2 separate regions of the Podarcis muralis genome follow, and region 1 is linked to region 2. The links are chromatin contacts, called in public Hi-C maps. All regions are on one chromosome and are shown on one strand. The core of a region is the stretch at or near the end of the contact, and the rest is flanking DNA. Distances in the headings are between cores, read along the strand shown. Region 1 holds the start of POLR3D (RNA polymerase III subunit D). Region 2 holds the start of BMP1 (bone morphogenetic protein 1).

What was found. Hi-C and Micro-C count contacts between places; a contact is called where the count stands out from the background.
Region 1: a Hi-C map of tail shows a contact between it and region 2, with 5 times the contacts expected there. The contact joins the promoter of POLR3D here to the promoter of BMP1 in region 2. A contact is called at or near these places in 2 of 3 Hi-C or Micro-C datasets (blood and tail).

The regions. Positions count from the first base shown.
Region 1 is chr15:2,070,924-2,074,766 of rPodMur119.hap1.1, forward strand. POLR3D (RNA polymerase III subunit D) reads left to right here and starts at 2,085. Exons shown (of 9, transcript XM_077919323.1): 1 at 2,085-2,213.
Region 2 is chr15:1,845,311-1,849,087 of rPodMur119.hap1.1, forward strand. BMP1 (bone morphogenetic protein 1) reads left to right here and starts at 2,023. Exons shown (of 20, transcript XM_028708405.2): 1 at 2,023-2,380. The coding sequence starts at 2,038.

The DNA of each region.
Region 1 (3,843 bases), core at 835-3,334, 230 kb after region 2:
AGATTTACCTGTTTTGTGGGGACATCTGTTCCCGTTATCCCTAATAAAAAGGCTTCTGGTCTTTTTGGGAGGGACACTCTCAGCCCCTGTGACGCTTGCGCCTCCAGTGACAAAGATGAATATAGGAGCACTGCAGACTACGATCTGTTCCTTCAGGGCTTGTGCAAGTCCCATTCGCAACAGGTCGTTTAACTCCCAGACCTTGAAAATTTCTATGTCACAGAATCTCCAGAGTATCTGGATTAATGTTCATTTTCTTGGCCCACAGCTCATTAAAATGACCAGATAGTGGCCCAAGACCTGCATGGCTTCCCTTGGCTCACATGACAGAGGGATATAGCTTGGCACCATCTTGCTTACTCTAGACTCTAGGACACGCCTTGGTGTGAGAGAGGGTGAGTGGCAACACCCAGTTATTGGCCACGTCCACCACTTAGCACACAGCCCCTGAAGGAGCAATGATGGAAACGTTTAGTCACCCCTGCTCTAGAGCAGTTTCATTAAGATCAACAGGGCTTTTCTGGAATAGATGAGCTGTGGGTTGCAATTGTAAATGGAGCTAAGCATTTAACCGAGCAGTCAAGTCACCTCAAGAGCTCACACTTTTGCATGTCAAGTAGAAAACCACAGGCAGCTAGAATGATGTTACCAAGAGGTAGTTTATTTGTCCTGGCCCTTGAACTTCCTTCAACCACCAGTTGTTAGACTCAGGGCAGTATCTACAATTGGCAGCTTCCTTTTGATCATCCATGAATAGCACCTTGGAACACCCATGTGCAGATGACTGAGTGAGCATGCAGCTATGCAGTGGTGCACATCTTTTCATGGATGTGCTCAGTGATGTCATTTAGTTCCTCCGCAAGTTAATCATCTTCTAGCTACTTACTCCTAAGTTAGCATGAATAAGACAGATGCAAAAAGAGCTTTCACGTATATTATCTTATTATGGTATTTGTTGCTGTGCTGCCTGGTTCTATGAATGTTCACTTAGGAGTACTTTTCAGTGGGGCCGGTGGGTCTCATCCCATGTAAGGGTACATAGAATTGCCATTTCTCTGCCTTCAGAATGTTCATCTGTGTTGCTTCCTGTCCTGGGCATCTAGGATAAAACAGTAGAAAATTCTAAATAAATGGATAAATCTCATTGCATTGATGTAGCATCATGGCTCTTAATTATTTCATTTTTCCTTCAGTTGACTAGTGAGACTAGCCTGCTTACTAAAGCCTCTTGTAAATGTGGAGCCAGTTTTAAAAAATAACTTCACTTTGTGTGTTAACAAAGAAGCCTGAGCAGAATAATTTATTGGAAGAGTTCCTGCCCCTCAAAGTCCTGCATTTATCACCAGTTTTAAATTTTCCTATTTTTCTCTCCAACAGAAGCATCACATCAGTCTAAAAGATGATTTACTGTTTGCACTTAATACTAAGCGCAATGAGTTTATATTTGAAAACCAACTTGTGAGAGCTTAAGTAAACTTCCGAGGTGGAATCAGAAACATTATTTTATTAAGAAACAGCCTCTGGCTTCTCTCTCGGTTGGCGGGCGCTGGTGACCTCTGAAAATGATGTATAAAATAGCACATGAGGTAGAGAGAAGAGGCAGAGAGGGACGTCAGGGGCTTCCTAGCGCCGACTATGTGAGAGGATTTGTGCTAAGAAACACTAACGCTGAATAGCACCTCCTGGCCTTTGCTTCCCGTTACGGGACCTGCGAGCGAGACTCTCTAACACCCCCGTAACGTTGCATTCCTCATCAGTGCTTATTATGTGGCTTGCCAACAAGTCCCAACTCTCCTCAGCTTAATTTTCCTCACCCTGTCGCTAAAGATATACTGTACAGTATATCACTAACCTTAAATTAAACTAAATTGAAACGCCCGTTACAAAAATGGCGGAGTCGTGGCCTTCCCTTCGTAGGAGCAGCAACGTTACAAAGTCAGAAAGCCCTGCCCACAACAAAGATGGAGGCTCCGTCGCTTCCCCTTCCTCGGAGAAGCAACTACTACAGTGCAGTATACGAAACTTCCAACCCCTGCCCGGGACAAAAATGGCGGGTTCGCGCTCCCCCCACTAATCCCTCCAGGGACGTAGCGACGCGAGCGCCCTTCTCAAAGATGGACGCCGCTTGCGCGCCGCAGCCTGTTTGCCGAGGCGGCGCCTGAGGAGCCGCGAAGGGCGCCGCGCGGGAGGTCGAGGGAAGGCGGCCGCTTCGGGTGCGTCGGGGGCCGAGAGGCCGGTTTCTCGGGGGTGGAGGAGGCGAGGCGGGCGCCTCGATGGGGGGCAGGAGCCCGTGTGGCGGGCTAGGGGGTCGGGGCGGAGGAAGAGGAGCTTTTCCTGCTGCCTCCGCTCTTCTCCGCCGCCGCCGCCGCCGCCTCGTGTTTCCACGCGAGGAGCTCAAGGCGGCGGGCCAAGTGCCCTGGTGCCAAGCTGCTCCGCGGGTTTCGGGCTGAGCAGCGGCCTGCGCCCCCAGCCAGGCCCCGAGGGGCACCCCCCCCTAACTTCATGCCACGCCAGGCTGGATCTCCACGAGGATTAAGGGTCGTCGCAGGAACAGGCTAGGAAGGGATTCAGGAAGGACCAAGTGCTCCAGGCATGGTTGAACTGCGGAACTCACTGCCACAAGATCCAGTGGTGGCCACCGGCTTAGATTGCAACTCTTCCTGCAACTATTTAAAAAATAGACAAACTCTGTGCTCCTCACTGTGGTGCACCCAAGGTCGATTTATGAATTAAGGGCAACCACGTGGAGGGGGGTGGCAGCCATATGCTTTGAATGCAAAAGGTCCTCTGTTCAATCCCTGGCATGTCCAGGGAGAGCTGGCCTGGCAAAGAGACCTGCTTCCAGTCGGGAGGCCAGGCTTCCTCAACCTCGGCCTCCAGATATTTTTTGGCCTACAACTCCCATGATCCCTAGCTAGCAGGACCAGTGGTCAGGCATGATGGGAAGTGTAGTCTCAAAACATCTGGAGGGCCAAGGTTGAGGAAGGCTGGTGTAGGCAATGCTGGACAGACTGTGTAAGGCAGCTTCCTGAGGTAGAATGTAAAGGAGTCGGGGTGAAATCTGGGGATTCTGCTGAGATGGGGGCAACTTTGCTGTCTAGCCCTGGTAATCTCAATGATGGATGAGAGACGGAGCTGCCTTCTGCTGAATCAGACTGGAGGTCCATCTAGCTCAGATTTTCAGACCCAGGACTCACCTTTTAGCTGCATTTGGGGATCCCTTTCTGAATTCCTTATATTTGCACAGTGGCACTGCTGCAACCTGGAAGTGGGCCCTGACCCACCAGTTGAAGACCAGTGCACCCGAGCATGGCAGAACTTTGGTTTTTTGACTCCACCAAGGGTCGGTGTTTCTGTGTCTCGCATAGTTTTATGTATGTGGCGCTGCTGCTGCTGTTGTTACATCAGAATGTTTTATGCTGCCTGCATGGAGTCTGTGAGATCCCCACTGTGCATCTGCTGCCATGTTCTGGATATGGTCTTTGTATCAACTGGTAGCCCTAATTTAAGAAGCTTTGGTGGCTATATGTTAGAAATGAAAGGCAGCAGCTGCACACAACTGGTTTTCCATAGGCTGAAGCAGCCCAAAATCAATGCAGACTAATTTTTTCAGGGGTCACCCACATACTGAAAGCAATACCAGCCCTTGATGGACATGAGAAGTAACTTAAGTTCCAGGAGTATGTATTGTAGTAATGTTTACTGAGGCCTTGACTCATAGATACCAACAGACAGGTCACGAAAGGCTCTAAATCAGGGGTCAGCAAACTTTTTCAGCAGGGGGCCGGTCCACTGTCCCTCAGACCTTGTGAGGAGCCGGACTATATTGGGGGTGTGTGTGAA
Region 2 (3,777 bases), core at 773-3,272:
GCCACTCTGTGAAGCCGCTCAGCACAGAACCTTTAAGGCAAGGGTGGTAAGCTTCAGGCCCTCCAGGGCTCTCCACTTGGCCCTCAGAACTCTGCCCCAGGCCACACCCATCTCCAGAGGCCACACCCCTGACTGCTCATCCAGGACTGGAAGGTATCCTTTAACTCTTGCTGATTTGGATGAAAGACACAGAGAGATGTGTGTAAAAATTACCTGGCCATACAAAGGACAAGTTTAGATGTGTTGCTCAGTCCACTGTTGGCTCTGGATCTGCCCACCATTGGCAGCTGGCCCAGAAGAGAAGGTGGCCTTCAGGATGAAAATGCCCTTTTCGCCTGCTTGGAAAGGGCAGCGACCCTTTCCAAAACAGGATAATAATTCAGTCTTTATTTTTGCCCAACTACTAAAACATACAAAGCATAAAATGGTCTTCTGACAAGCAGCTACTTCTAATTATATTGCCTGTTTACTGCAGATAAAACCAAAGTGATACAGTTTGACCTGTAGGTGTCACCCGCAGTCAAGCTAGATATGTAGTTCACAGGTTGTGGGCCAATATTTATTCCAATGCCAGCAACTACGGCTGTTGCACCTAACACAGCAGACAAAACCTTCCCATAGCTCCCACTTCAGCAGCCTCTGCTTCTGCTGGGGTCACCAGGCCCATTTCTGGTCAAGGCGGCTGCTTCCTTAAAACAGAGAGTTGGGACAGGCACAGTAATACATTTGTCACTGTGATGTATTTTATATTTGTCACATCTGTTTAAAGGCCCTCCTGAATTTCAGTGCAGAAGGCTTCAGCTGCAAACAGCTTCCCTACTTCCCATCTATCTGAATCTACAGGAGCCCCACTTAAGGGCTGGAAGGTCCCTCTCCGCACCCTGACAAGTGATCAAACAGAACTGAGGCAAGTCCTCCCCAAAGTGCCATCTGAACTGCAATGGGAAAATAGGGTTCAGTTTGGTACTAAGAGTTAACCTTCTCACAACCAATTATTTAATGGACAACTGCTGCCCAGCTGAACGGCATAAACAGGGATGGCAGTTTCCCAAGCAATTGAAGTCTATGAGCATGCAAGATTTTGAGTTACAACTGTTATGCAGAACTCTTCAGCGGAAGTGTGCAAGATTTTGTGGTTCAACTGAAATGAGTGGTGAGTGTTCAACATAAGATTACTTATTGATACTTACTGATATTAAATTCCTACCTGAGCAAACTCTATTTTAAAAGCGGCTAATCTTCCTACTCCAGAAAAGCACATTTTCCTCAACTCTTACCTTAGGAAAAATGTGTTCTCAAAATAAGAACAACAAAAGACAAGGCTTGTGACAAGCCAAATGGATCAAAATAACATGCTGGGCAAATGATGGTGGGAGTCATAGGTGAAGGGGACAAAATCATAAAAGGAAGTTACAAATCAATAGGAACATCGGATCTAGGCCTCACTGGTTCATAAATTAGCAGAAATAATGAGTTAAGTGTTTGTGGCAGTGGAAGACCATATAGACCGCTATTTCCTTGTTCCTCTGAGACTCCAGAGGAAAAGAACAAAGGATTGGGAAAAGTTTGGTCTGACATCCAAGTTCCCCTGAATAGACATGACTCGGACTCTGCTGGTGCCTGGATTAAGAGCACCTTTGCTCCGACCTTCCCAGGTTTTCCACATCCCTTCTCAGCAGGAAAGTCCGCCCGGGCTCAGCTCGTCGGCGGGAAGGGAAGCAAGAGGAGTTCTCTCGACTCGGCATTTCGGAATGTTCCCAATTGGCCGGAATTGGGCAAGAAGGTGTCCAGAAGGATTTGCCTCCCCCAGCAAGAGCGGGGGGGGGGGGGCGCAGCAGGTGTCGGGCCTGGGCGGGAAGGGAACCGGGAGAAGGGAGCCCCGAAGCCGGAGGCGTGTAGTCCAGTTCCGACGTGACAGGAGGCCGGGGCTCGTCTCGCCCCTCCTCTTTCCCCCCTGAGGCCCGAAGAGGCCTCTTGCTCGGAGGGGTCCTGGGCTGCAGCCCCTTCCGGCGGCCCCCCCTCCCGCTCTGCCCTAAAATGCCCCCCTTTCCCGAGGGCCGGAGGCTGGCGCGGCTCCCGGGGCGGCGCTGGAGCCCTCCGGCCGGGAGGGGGCTGAGCTCCGCGCCCGAGTTACCCGCCTCCGCCAGAGGAGGCGCGGGGGGGCTCCTCCCTCTCCGTCCCTCTCCCGCGCCGCCGCCGAGCATTGCCCGGGACCTGCCAGCCAGCATGCCGGCATCCAGGCGGGGGCTGCTGCTGCTGCTGCTCCTCTCCGTCCTGGTCCTGGGACAGGCGATGGATCTCGCGGATTACGGCGACGTCCTGGAGGAAGACGCGGAGCAGGACGCGGAGCCCATAGACTACAAGGACCCTTGCAAAGCGGGTGAGGCTTCGGGGCGGGGGGGGGGGGGGTCCCGCCGCGACCATCTCCTTCCGCTCTCGGGGGCGGGCGAGGGGCAGCGGGGGTCTTTTGTGTGGCTTGGAGGCTCTGAAACGGGCAGAGGGGCTTCTCGAACCTGGGTCAGAGGCAGTGCCGAGTTGGCAGCGCAGCTTGCAGACAAAAGAAAAAAGGAAAGTTTTTGCTCCCTCTCCCTCTCTCGCCTTCCCCCTCCATCCCTTTCGCTCGTCTGGGCTGTAAAATAACTCCTGGGCTTTTAAAGTTTAGCCTGAGAAAGAAAAGAGTCTTTGATACATAAACTCCAGAGTAAGGACTCATAGGACAGCTTCTCTCCCCCTCCCCCGCCCCATTTCAGGGAATTAAACTCTTTTCCATCTGCCCTCTATTGTTGTTGTTGTTCTTCTTCCTCCGTGTCCCATAAAAAAGATTGTATCTGTTTGTGGCTCTTTGTGTGAGGCAGCGGCGGCAGGAGACCTGATGAGTCTGCCGGGGGGGGGGGGGGGCTGCTTGCTTGAAGGAAAGTAAACAGAAGCTGCGCTGGGGGGGGGGGAGGCGGGCAGGAGCTCCGAGGTGAAGGGCTGTGGGCTTGAACTAGACCCCATCATTGCCCTTTCCTCCTCTCAAACAGTTTGTCTGTCTGGAGCAGCTGCAGACACTTGCTGGGTGGTAGCTGTCAAAAGAGGCAAATGTGTTGGGCCCAGAAATATTTTACAGATCACCCATCCGTAACTGCTCATCCCTAGGAGTCATGCTACATTAAAATAATTAACGTGTGTGTGTGTTGTAGAACACCCAGATGGCATGTCCCTCTTTTCTTTGGCCCACGGTGTACTGTGACCTATACCACCCCCTCTACACTCCCACATAAACCTGCTTGTGAGGACTGCACATCCTACACCAGCCCTTGTCAGCCCCGCGGTCCATTATGGGACCAGCCATCCTGCCTGTGTGTAGAGCAGGGAGGGAGCAAACTTTCTGAGCTGGCAGCTTAGAGTCCCCTGGCCTTGTCTGTAAATAAAGGGTTGGTGTGCTTCTGTTGAACCTGTGCTCTGCTGAACAGCGTTTTAATCCTTCTACCAATACAATCAGGGGCAGAATGCTCAATGACTTGTGACAGTGCCAGATCCCAGGGCAGCAGAAGCAAGAAACGGCTCAAGGGCTTTTGCGTTTTGTTCTTCCTCTCTCCCTCTCCCCCCACAACACACACTTTTTCATTCAAACAAAGAAGTGGAGAAATAAAAGTGTGAAAGACAATGAGGCTGTGTGATCCATGATACAACAACTGAAGTATAAAGTTTTCTTTTCTTTGAGGTTTTTAGGTGTTTGTAAATGCATCTGGGGTCATTGTCTCAAGGTCACTCTAGAGTGAAATAGAGTGATTA